Regions from separate parts of the Arachis hypogaea genome. Here region 2 is linked to region 1. Evidence: chromatin contacts called from public Hi-C data. All regions are on one chromosome and are shown on one strand. Each heading gives the region's core, a stretch centred on a gene start, on an enhancer-like site or on the middle of the called end of the contact. The rest is flanking DNA. Distances are from core to core; before and after follow the strand shown.

What was found. Hi-C and Micro-C count contacts between places; a contact is called where the count stands out from the background.
Region 2: a contact with region 1 is called in a Hi-C map of leaf, with 3 times the contacts expected there. The contact joins two enhancer-like sites. A contact is called at or near these places in 2 of 8 Hi-C or Micro-C datasets (both in leaf).

What each region holds. Positions count from the first base shown.
Region 1 is chr17:42,858,892-42,865,518 of arahy.Tifrunner.gnm2.J5K5, reverse strand. No RefSeq gene overlaps it. Among protein-coding and RNA genes, the nearest start is that of LOC112764509, 24 kb to the right of the region's middle. Within about 2 kb of position 3,433, at least 1 of the 3 cell types and tissues checked has open chromatin away from gene starts, as enhancers often do.
Region 2 is chr17:43,491,853-43,498,479 of arahy.Tifrunner.gnm2.J5K5, reverse strand. No RefSeq gene overlaps it. Among protein-coding and RNA genes, the nearest start is that of LOC112765834, 14 kb to the left of the region's middle. Within about 2 kb of position 3,304, at least 1 of the 3 cell types and tissues checked has open chromatin away from gene starts, as enhancers often do.

The DNA.
Region 1 (6,627 bases), core at 2,184-4,683:
AAGGTATGGTTTAGTTTTTTCATTGGTAACATGTAATGTGTCGTGAAAATTTAGGCTAAATGATCCTAAGATAGGTTGTATGGTATGTATGGTTGAGGATTAATGACTTGTGTTGATAATTATTATTTTGGTGGTTGAAATGTATATTGAATGATTGATGATGGTAAATGTTGAATAATAATGGTGATGAGATTGTGTGATGATAATGAATTATGAAAATGATGTTGCATAGAGAAGATTATGTATGGTTTGTATCGAAAATGATTGAGAGTAATTTGGTTAGGAGTTATTGATAACGAATAATGATTATGAGTATGGGTTTGTAATGGTTGTGAAAAGAGGTTATGTGTTTTGAGGTTTTGGTAGAAAATGAGGACTAATGTTGCTTTTGAAAAATCTAATTTTGGAACAACTTCAGTAAGCCATAACTCGGCTTCTGGACCCTCAATTTTCATCAAACTTGATTTAAATGAAAATTTAGATCCGTGAAGTTTATGCCGTTTGAAGAACGTATGAAAAATATTTTAAAACAAAAGAGTTATGTGAATTTGCAGTTTGGTGCGCGAAAGGTGAATTATGGAACTTTGCTAGTTTTTGGGGGAAAATGGAGAAATGCGTACGCGACTGGCACACGCGACATGGACGGTGGGCACTGCTCATACGTCTCATGTACGCAGAGCAATCCCATGTATGTGGACCCTCGCTTTTCACACCTCTATGTACGCGAGACACACGCACGCGCCGCAGGATTTCATTTCAGGTTCGCACATCCGCGTATGCGGGCAAGTGACACGTACGCGGGATGGAAGATTTTCAAGGCCGCGTACGCGAGCCCCCTTTTTTGCAGCACAAGTGAGTTTTTTTTTTTAGGTTTTACCAATTCTCTAGCTTCCAACCTCTTTTACCTATCCTTTTTGGTCCGATACCTAGCTCTTGAGTTTAAGAAGGATAGTAGACCCATAGAGGAAGTAGAGAAAAAAAGAACTTGAGTTAGGAAGTTGTAAATGTATATGAGGTGAATAACAGTTAAGTTGATATTGAATGAGCTGAGAAAGTATAGAAGGCTGAGTCTGAGATGTTTGAGGCTGAAATGATGCCGATTAATTGAAATGATGAATTATTATTGAAATATGATTGATGATTAAATGATTATGATTAATTTAGAAAGTGTGAAAATTTTTATAATTGACGAATATTGGCCATAAAGATATTGAATGAATGAATATGATAATTGAGGCCTGATTGAGATTGTTGATGTTGAGTATGTTTAAGTTTTTTCTCTATTTGTAAAGTGTGTCGGGTACTATATCCCATGAGTGTGTCAGGTACTATATCCTAAGAACGTGGCGGGTGCTATATCCCAAGAGTGTGTGAGCACTTTACCCTGGGAAATGTATCGGGCACTATATCCCAAGAGTGTGGTGGGAACTATATCCCAAGAGTGTGGCGGACGCTATATCCCAAGAGTGTGGGAACACTTTATCCTGGGAAATACGGCAGGCACTATATCCTATGAGTATGGCAGGTACTATATTCCAAGACTGTAACAGGCACTATATCCCAAGAGTGTGGAGCAAGTCAGAGAGACGATATCCGGGTTAGCTACCGAGTGTGTCTGACACGTGAACTCACGGCCAGTAGAAAAGGCATACATCATATGCATTTGTTTGTCTTGTTTGAGTTTGCATTACTTGGTTTGCCTATTTGAATATCTATGCTTACTTGCTATATGATTTTCTTGCTGTAACTGCATCCTTTTTGTGATTTCTTTCTCTGCATTGTATGTTTGTGCAACTGAGAGGCCCCTCGTTTGGCAGAGGAGTAACAAGAGCAGTTCCACCAGAGTTTTGGGGGATTGAAAGAAGACGAGATGCTAAGGGAATAAGTTAGAATTAAGTTAGAATTGAGTTAGGGTTAAGAGCCTTAGACAAACTACCCTGTTTATGGTTTCCAGTTTTAAATCTGAGTATCAAAGTTCTAGAATCGCCTCTGGCTTTCTTGGGACCTTATATATTATCTATGTGGGCACCTTTACCATGCTGATAACCTCTAGTTCTCATTCCATACGTGTTGTTATTTTTCAGATGCAGGTTGAGAGGCACCTCTTTGAGCTTTCTAAAGACTCTTTGGAAGTGAAGAACTATTTTGGATTTTAGGGTTTGTATTTTGCTGATGTATATATGTATATAGATTATCCGCTATGTATATTTTGCATTTTGTCCCTCCTAGAGGTTGACTTGGAGAAACAGGTTTGTAGCTTGTGTGTTGGGATTACTCTTTGGGGTTACATATATGTATATGTATATGTATACTCTCGTCAGCCTTTGCTTCACAGGTCGAGCCAAGAGCTTGTTAATTGTATCTTTGAAACTCTAATCTTATATATATGTATTATCCTTTTCCGTTTGACCTTATCTACCTTTATGCATTGATCCGATCGTGAGTGATGCGATTTCTGTTTCGTTTTTTATTACCTTATCTTTCAAGGCTCCTAGTTACAATTTCCTTCGGTTATATTATATTATGTATTTTTACTTTTAGAGGTCGTAGCGCCTCGCCACCTCTGATTTACGTCCTAGATGTAAAGCTCTGTATAGTAGGGTGTTACAATAATGCATCCAAAAAATTTGGCCTATAATCCTCTTAGTTCAAATGAAGCTTCTCATCCTCTTGATTCCAATGATAGTCAACCACAAGCTTATTCTAATATTTGGGAAAAAACAAACTTGTATTTAGGTTGCTGTTCTTTTTTGGTTTTAGCTATTTTAATTGTTGTGATCCTGATTTAAGTTCATGTTATTGATATTATTAATTTGGTAATTTGATAAATTATTCTTGAGGTGTTGTTTTTTGACCCTGTGATTATTACGTTGTTGTATTTTTGTCTAATTGTTTATTTGAACAATTATTCTGATCTAAGTTCATGTTCTTGATCTTGTTAATTTAGTAATTTGATAAATTATTGTTGAGATGCTATGTGATTGTTAGGTTGTTATATTTTTGCCTAATTATTAATTTGAATAATTATTTTGATTTGAGTTCATGTTCTCGAATTTGTTAATTTGATAAATTACTGTTATTGCAGTGCTATTTTTGATCTTGTGATTGTGATATTTAATTATTGAGTTTGTATTTACATGAGATTATAATATTACGGATGATGTAATATTTTTATTTAGATGACATTTTAAAGTTTATATTAGATTATAATTATATTTTAGTGTATTTATTTATTATTTTATTATAAAATAGTTATTCTAACTAAACTATAATTAAATTGATTGAATCAATAAACTAATGAATCAATAGCTAAAGAGGTTCAATGACCAATTCAATTTTTTTTCGAACTTGTAACTTAATAGAACATATCAAAGGCAGAGAGTAAGTAACCAGCAATAAAGCATGCCTATTAAATGGGCGAGGCCCAACAGTCTTTTTAAAAACCCAAGACCCAAAAAATAAAAAATAAACAAACGGATACCCATGAACCATTGCACTAAAATACGATCACATCTAAATTGAGATGAACTCCACGACCAAAAAAAATGAGATAAACTAAATTTGTGAGATTCAATTTGTTGATGGATTAATTTAGTTTTTTTTTATTTTATTTTATTTGTGGACTTGGGATTAATTTAGTCTATTGAGGAACCAAATTGAGTCTCACTAACTCACTTTTTAGTGTGTCGTATCAGCTAGCCATTTTGTTAATTGAATTAGTGACTAAGGGACCAATGTGGTTTAGAGTTATAAAACTTATTAATCAAATTGCATTGAACATTTTTAAAAGAGTAAATATTTAAATTCATACTCAAAAAATTCAGATCGGGTATTTTAATCCTCGGCAAATTTTTATTCTCAAAAAATCTTTAAAAATTATTCTCGTAAGACAAATTAGTTTCTTTGTCACTTTCAATTAATTTTTTAATGTACATATTGGATAAAAAAAAATTTTCAAAAAATTTATTATAAAACAATTAAATTTTCAAAAAATACCACTCTAAGACAAATTATTTGCTCTTCAAAACGGCAGAAAAAAACCAATCTATTCAATAAAATTAATTTTCAAAAATTTTTAAAAAATAAAAATTTGTCTGGGATTGAATGTTTATTTTTTAAAAAAATTTTGGAACATTGAGTCTTATTCCATATTAGGAATACACTTTACTTTCTTAAGTATATCCTAGCTCGATTAAGAACCTTATCTCCACCGGTAGTTGTAGTATGTGGTTAAGCTATTTGTAACTTTGTATTTCTGCACCATCCTAGTTCTACCATATTTGTACATGATATATGAATTCGACCACAATTTATTAAAAGTATGCTTGCTTTTATATTATATATATATATATATATATATATATATATAAAATTAAAAAGCATGATTTTGTAAGTTTCAAAATCAATTTACCATTTCCATTAAAGTTAAGTATATCTTAATTCTATTAAAATTATCTTTTGTTTCAATTTTAAGCGTAGTACTCTTTCAAAATAATATATACATAAATAAAAAACAAGAAATAAAAGCAGAAAAATAAACTACATTTGGAAATAGTCATATAAAGAGTATTTATTAGAATTAAAAGTTATAAAACTATTTGAATGTAATAAATATAAGAACTTTAACTTTTTTTTTCTCTAATAATTAATAAATTATGATTAAATTATGTAATAAAAAAGTTCACTTCAAATTTAAGTTATTCCATGCATTACTCATACATCTCCAGTTTTTTTAACAATTGATAAAATACAGTGTGATCTATCACATTTGATTCTATGAGTGGGACCAGAAATAAATAAGAGAGAGAGTAATGAATGGTTAGATTGAACACTGTATACCATCCAGTTTTTTTCTCACTGGAGATGATCCACTCCCATCTAATTTGTTGTCACGTCATTAAAACTAGTGTGTTATTGCCCAAATAACTTTTTTATGTAAATAACCACCATAAATCCATAATCACCTTAAATAATACAAAGATTAAAAAAAAAAAAAAAACATTGATATGCCATATAATCTTTTCTACTAATCAACTACGTAAATGTACAAAATGGTGTACAGAATACCTTTTTCTCTAAAGTACACAATTCACTACTTGTGGCCACCAAATTACCAGCTTAACAAAGAAAATTAATAAAGTGAAAGTGATGGAGAATCAAAAGAGAACAGAGTACCGCATGTGATAACTGATAAGTGATGAGATGACTTGCTTCACTTTTGTGTCTACGCTCATATTACCTTTCATAATCTTATTAGGGTTTTTATTCGATTCCTTAGGCACTCACTAAACATGCCAATGGAGACTTTAGGTACAATTTTTGAAGCACGCCACATATCTATCTTACAAAAAATTGAGATAATTAATGACTATAAAAGTTCAGACCAACTACATCTTTCACAAGACCAAACTTCTTGTTCTGTCTTGGAAAGGAAAAGTGATGTGAATCTCAAACACCGTCTAATTCAAACAATATTGCCGGTACAAGGAATATATATATGGTAACCTGCCCATCCATGAAGCCCCACTCTCCATACTTTTTTTTTTCTTTTTGGTAAGTTCCACTCTCCATACTTTAAAACAAAGATAATATTCCTAATCCTAGCTGCTATTGAATCTTCTCATAATGTACCTCAATCTTGTTTCTCACGTTGCACTGTGTTGGTGTATAAAGTATTTTTACTTCTTATATTAAAAGTTTATTACAAATTTATTAAATCTATTATATAAATATGAGAGCTGTATATTAGTTAAACCAATTAGTGGTAGATTTTAGAGTTAGGTAATCAAGTATAATTATATATATAGCTTATTAGTTACTTTTTTTTAGATAATTACATCTTCACCCAACTCCAAATAAAGTTGGCGTAGTTCCAAAAAACAGCAACAAAAACAGGGCAACAATTACAAAGAAAATATAAAAACTAGCATTAAACAGCAAACAGGAAGCAAAAGAATATGATGATTTTAGCTCCTCTCAAGACCTTCAAAATGAACCTGCTCAAATATACAACATCAAATCATGATCATACTCCTTCCAACTTTTACTCTGCAAACTTATTTGCCTTTTCCATAGATCAGAAAATCATGCATCAAAAATCAACTTCATATGTCTTCTAATTCCCCTTAAACTTGATATTTGTACTCATAAGTACATCAAATACTCCTAAATTGTCGATCTTGACACCATCGATTTGTGCATTCGACAACTTCCTCCTTTAACTTCTCTAATACCAACACTCCATTATTAAAGACAATGTTATTTCTACATTTCCATGTGCACCATATTACAGAGAAAAATAACACCATCCATACTTCCTTCATATCTTTCCTTATTTTTCTATCCATCCACACCTCAAAGCATTCTTTGGTGGTTCCTGGCCAAACCCAAATCACACTCCAATCCACCAAGATTGATCCCCATAACTTCCATATGTGATCACATGAAAAAAATAAATGATGTACCATCTCCAACCTATCCTTACATAAGACAAAACAGGACTCCGCTTCTAGAACAATCTTAAACTTACATAATCTATCTCTAGTATTCAATCTTTCCAAAATTACAAACCACATCAGCAACTCAACCCGTGGAGGCACAATACTTTTCCACAATTGTTTCGTGAAA
Region 2 (6,627 bases), core at 2,055-4,554, 630 kb before region 1:
GACAGTACATCTATAATTAACATGAGACCATATAAACATTATTATAAAAATAAGCTTAGTTAGCAAATAATAATTTATATGAATAAGTGAATTAATAAGGGAGTTCTCATACAGAAATCAAATCAAATAGTCCATACTTGGGCGGCTCCACCTCTAAGGGTAGCCCTTTCCTCTAGTGTGTCCGTACGGAATAACAGATCCAACGTGTGGCCTACACGTTAGGCTAACAACACCCCTGCTAGCTGAGGTCTGAGTCAGATGCATCTAGGTTAACGTCATAACCGCCGTTAACTACGGTTTTCTAATACGAGCCTCCCAAACCAATTCAAACTTATAATTTAAATACAACCAATCTTTAATCTTTCAAATATATACCGTATCAAATCAAAGCAAATAATACTTTCTCATCAAAATTCTTTTCAATCATATGAAATGTCCAATATACTTTACAAATTCAGAGTATATAAGTGAGCATAAAAAATACTTCAATGTTCCAGAAACACATATTCAAATAAAATCGAATATTCTAAAATAATACAAAACTTCATCAAATATGTATACAGTCTCATGTCAGATTGAAGATATTAATTTCACAAATATAAATATTTAGTTCTAATAAATCCATTATTAAAATCAAATTCAAATCTTTGTTGTTAATTTGTAAGTATAGTCATCAATTCAAGCAGCACATATCAAAATAATTATAGATGTAAAGCCAAATAATTATAAATGTAAAGCCTACTCACGAATTGGTCTCAAGGGACCGAAAAGACCAAACCCAAAGTGCCAAGATAAAAGGTGAGGAAGATTGAAGCAACATGGAATGAAAGCACGAAATTTGGACGGGGCAGCAGAAAGTTGCGGCTGCAACAACATAAGCTTCATGCCTACCAATATACACACGAATCAATGGAGCAATGACAGCATCATCACTAGCAGCCCTAGTAGCAACAACATGGGGGCAACTATAGTAACAATGGCAGCGAATCCCATAACCTACGGTGGTTTAAAACTGAACAAAGGCAGAAAGGAAATCAAGATAGGACACAGTCAATAATAGAGCTTTATGGCAAGACAATGCAGAACAAGATTAGTTTTACCAAAGAAAACAAGGGGATGGATAGCATGAGCAGCTCCGGTGATCCTTTCCAGCGTCGACGGTAAAGGACACAACAGAACAGCGGTGGTGGCAATTCCTCTCCTCTAGCAGTGACTCCCGTAGCAGCACCACAAGCTTTGATGAACAGCAAAGAGGCAGGGTTCAGCCCCCGGCGAAGCAGGCAGGCAGGGGCTCTAGCAACCTCAATGGCGAGCTATGACGGTGGCAGTTGTTCGGCGGTGACAGCGGTACAGCTCCATTCTTCTTGTCGCTGGTCTTGTTCTCTCTCTGTGACAACGACACGACGACGATGTCAATGGCGGCAGCAGGACCAAGCCTTGTCGTGCGGTCTCCCTCTTCCCTCCTCTCTTTTCTTCTTCCCATCTTCTTCCGTTTCCTCCTCTTTCTCAGTTTCTTTTTCTCTCCTTTCTTTCTTTTCTTATGGTTCCAGATTGAAAGAGAGTGAGAGTAACTAAGTGAGTGAGAAGTGTTAGTGTAGATGTGTAAGAAATGAAAGTGAGTATGTATTTAAAATTAGGGTTAGGTAAAAATCAAAAGGAGTAAGGATATTTTAGAGATTTTAATAAAATTAGATAGTAGTGTAGTAATTAAAAACTAAATATATTTTAATAAAATTATTATAAAAATATTATTTATTTATTAACTTGCTAATTAGTTTCTAATACGTACTTTAACATTAAATTAGAGATAATTCAATTAAATTCTTTTTAGTTCATAAGATTAAAGCATTAAATTTCAAATCTCAAGTATTCAAAATAGATAATCAAATTTTTATTATTTTTAAATTATTAAAACTTTTAAATATTAAATAAAAAAATATCTAATAATTATGAATATTATATATAAGGGTCCTAATAAATTTTTAAACTCAAAATATCATAAAATTTAATTTAATTACTATTAATAAAAATATTTTCTGAAAATAAAGTCCTAAACAAAGATAATGAGTCATAAATAAATCATTATTTAGTTTGCAAAAATTTGGGTGTTACATAAATTTTGAATATAATAATATAATTATTTATCAAGTAATATAAAATAAAATTTTAATATTTTATATTTTTATGTTAGTTTAAAATATTATTTTAATATAATTTTTTAATATTATAAAAAAGTTTTACACAATAATTAATTTTATTAAATAAAACTACTCATATATTTTATATTTATATATTTTATATTTAATTATTTAAAAATAAAAGATTTTGTTGTCGTTTAAAGTATTGTGTATTAAAGTATTGGCATTTAAAGCATTTATTTATGTACTAGGATATTCTATATTTATTAGAGTCTATCAATACTCTTCTTTTATATTAGCTTTTGATTTTCATCTAATAAAATCTAATAGCCTATATAAGTGTGACTCATTCAATAAGCACACAATTGTTGAGCTCGTTTTAGACATACCCAATATAGCGAATCATTTGAAATTTTATAAAACAATTTAAGGTGCTATACAAATTCCAGAGCTTATTTTGAATATTTACTCATTATAATTAATAATGAGCAATATGTAAAATTAAATAGCCAAAATCCCATTTCTTAGTAAAATAAAAAAGTTAGTAAAATAAAAAATTAATCAATATTAATTTTATAATTTTTTATAAAATTGTAATTTAAAAATGATTAATTTTTTATTTTATCAATTTTTTCACGTTAGAATATCTTGTTCGTTAGGTTAATTTGGTTTGAACTACTTCCTAAGAGAATAAACGTGTTACTAATTTGTCAACTTGGTTAGGATAAAAAGGGAATTAAATGACAATTATAATATCAGTGATAAATGATACATCAAGATATCAATTATATTGTCTTCCGAAGCAAGAAACAATAGAAATAAGTTCACCACCCATACATTGTTTGGCGGTGCTTTGTTTAATGGTGGGTCATGGCCCCCAAAAGATTTTGTAAACAATTTGGTATCTAAAAGTAAAAAAGTTAGCTTTTATGCTTTTACCATTCATTCAAATTTTTTATTTTACACGTAATGGATAAAATGGCTTTTTGACAAATTGAATATACTAAGGCCCAATATCACTGAAATAATTACCATTTACTCAAATTTTTTATTTTATAATTGATAAAATAATCTTTTTGAATATGCTTCGGCCCAATTCAACGCGATCCACACATGGCCCAACAAACGGACACTTGCTCCATTTCGTACAAGCAGGTGTCCTCTGCGTAAAATGAACAGTGAAAGACTCAACTGCTAGCAAAAGGTATGAAAGGGGCTGGGCCCTAAGAAGCAAGGAGATAGGATCCACCCGGACGAACAAGGATAAAGGAGAGAGACCTAAAATTTTCGTAAATAGTGGATATATCTAAATAAAAAAAAGTATGTCCTAAGCTTTAGTTTTTAATCCGCATATTTTTGCCCTTCGTAATTCTTTCTCAGCCAGGTTTGTGGGCACAACGGAACGTGTAACCCGCCTGCTGTCTCATTCAACTACATTTGTTCCTGTAATCCATAACCTACTATAATAATTCAAATTTTTAAAAATTAAATAATGAATTATTGATGATTTATTATATTTATTGAGAATTTAAGGTTTAACTATAATATTTTCTTAAATTTAATTTAATTAGTTTTAAAAAAATATTTTTAAATTTAGAGTTTAGGATTTAGGATTTAGGATTTAAGATTTATTATTATTATTATTATTATTATTATTATTATTATTATTATTATTATTTCTTTTTTCTATTGGCCGAAGCCATTAAGGGAACAAAGAGAAAAGAAAGAATTGGCAGAAAGCCATTAAGGGAAAACAAAAGAAAGAAATTGTTAGTCACCAAAAAAAAAAAAAAGAAAGAAATTGAAAATGTGGCTTGATATGTGTATAAACATATATACAATGATGGCACATGCTTTCTTTCATTAATTACCCATAACATCTAATGAGTTATTCATGATTTATTATATTTGTTGAGAATTTTATTTAAAAAAAATTATTTTCTTAAAAGTAATTAAATTAAATTTTATGATACTTTAAGTTTAAAATCTATTAAAATTTTTAAATAATTTTAATTAAAATAAGATATTTCAAATAATAATAATAATAATAATAATAATAATAATAATAATAATAATAATAATATTATTATTATTATTATTATTATTATTATTATTATTATTATTATTATTATTATTATTATTATTATTATTATTATTAGTTCTTTTTTCTATTGGCCGAAGCCATTAAGGGAACAAAGAGAAAAGAAAGAATTGGCAGAAAGCCATTAAGGGAAAACAAAAGAAAGAAATTGAAAATGTGGCTTGAAATGTGTATAAACATATATACAATGATAACACATGCTTTCTTTCATTAATTATCCATGACACCTAATGAAGCATTAGCCACCACAAATTTTCAATTCGTACGGAGGTAGGGTTTGATAATTTTATAATAACTAAATGTAAATCTGATAAATGAATGTTGGTTTGATTGATTATTATTTGAGTTTGATTAAGTTTATGTTAAACTATTGTTGAATTATTATTATTTGCTTGAGAGTTATATATTTTGGGATTTTTTTTAAAACAGAATTAAAGAATAAATTGTTGAAATTGATTTGAAACTTTTGTTTTGGTGAAAAAGGAGTTTAATGAAAGAGATTTTGATATTTGAAAAAAATTTGGGCAGTATATAAGAGTTGTGGTTTAGTCCCACTTGCTGTGGGTCAAGATTTTAAAAGATTATGGTTTTGAATTTGAGCTATGACCTAGCAAGGATCATGGTGGTGTACCACTTGTCCAGTTTCGCAATGGACGTGAGGATTGTGGTTATTTACCACCCACGGGTGTGCTGCTTTCCAATTTAAAACGTCTGTTGTAATTGAGGTGGTTTATCGCCTAGAGATGGTGGGGATTGAGGTAATTTACTGCTCACCAGGTGAGGATCGTGGTACTGTACCGCTCACCAGTTTTCAAGAGGATGATGCCCGAGTTAGCTACCGGACATGTCAGGTTGGCTGTATAACCGACAGACGAGACTCATCAGCCATACGACAGGCATGCATCATACTTGTTTGCACATATTTATTTCTGAGTGTGTTTTCTGTGATTGTGGGTGCGCCATATGATTGTTTGATTTCTGTGTTCTTTATTTGTTAAGTCTAAATGTATTCTATTGCTCGTTGCTGTTGGTTATGGTAATAAAATGAACATAACTATACACCCTGACCCTATTAAGAACTCTCCAGTTCTTACCCCCTATTTTCACCCCTTTCAGCTACAGGTGCGAAGGTTTAATGCATAGCTACAGGAGCATAGAAGAATATGTTTACGAGTTGAGTTGTTAGAATTTATTTTTTCCTCACTTTGTTAGTTAGAGTTTTATTCAGAGGGCTAGGTTTTATAATTGCTTTTGTATGTAATACTATAATGTATTATTAATATTAAGTATGTGAAAAATGTGTTATGTGTTCTTGTTAGAAAAGATTTAAGTGTTTAGCGAAACCATTGGTAGATTTACGCATAGAGGCTCATACCTTATTATTAAATATATGAGAGTCATTGTAATACCCCTGCTATCAGAGTGGCGCACCTGGAAGCGTGACTTTCTGATAGTAAGGGTGTTACATTATGGTATCAGAGCAGTTCGTTCCTGTTAGAGCCTTGGGAATGGACTGACTATGCTTCACTGCATACTCTAAGCATCTGTCATATAGTAGGACTTGTCCTAATGACAAAAGTTTGAGTTTCAGATGCATGACCGTCTATTGATTAATGCTGTTAGTCGACCGTTGCATTCCCCATGGTATTAGGTCTGGCCAACACAATACCGATGATTTGTGTATACGGAAACACTAATGGGTTATAATAGACGAAATAAAAGTAATAGGTAATACAAATTATGAAGTTAGCTTGGTTACGAAGTATACTCTTTATTCGTGCTATGTGACTTGGTGTCTAGTGTGGGTTTAGAATGTCCACAACTGAACCGGCAAGTACACCGGGTCGTCTAAATAATATCTCATGTAAGTGAGGGTCGATCTCATGAGGACTGAGGAACTGAGCAACAATAGTCAACTAATGGGCTTAGTCAGGCAAGCAGAAAAGGTTGCTTATGTTGCTTTTCAAAAGCATTAAACAATAAAACAAGAGTAAAGAAAGCAAAAAGAGAGTTTGGTGAAGAAATCATTAGGAGAAATAGTTAAGGTATCAAAAGATGATTATTTGTCCGGATTAAGGTTTCTTACCAACTATTTTAATAATGCAAGATTTATTTCATGAAAAACTATAATTAACTAAACCATAATCTCTTAGTGATTTAGTCTCCTCTAACCTTCATTAACCGCCAATCTCTTGGTCACTTGATTCCGATTAGAAGGTTAAGTTCAAATCTAGTTTATGGCCACAAAAACCCTAATTATCCAAAGCTAAATAGATTATATGTCATGTATCCAGATTAGTTCAAGTAATTAGCAATTTAGGAGGAATTTACTTTCAATCTGTTGTTCATGTGAGAGACCTCTCTCGAGGATCGCATGAACGTATTTAG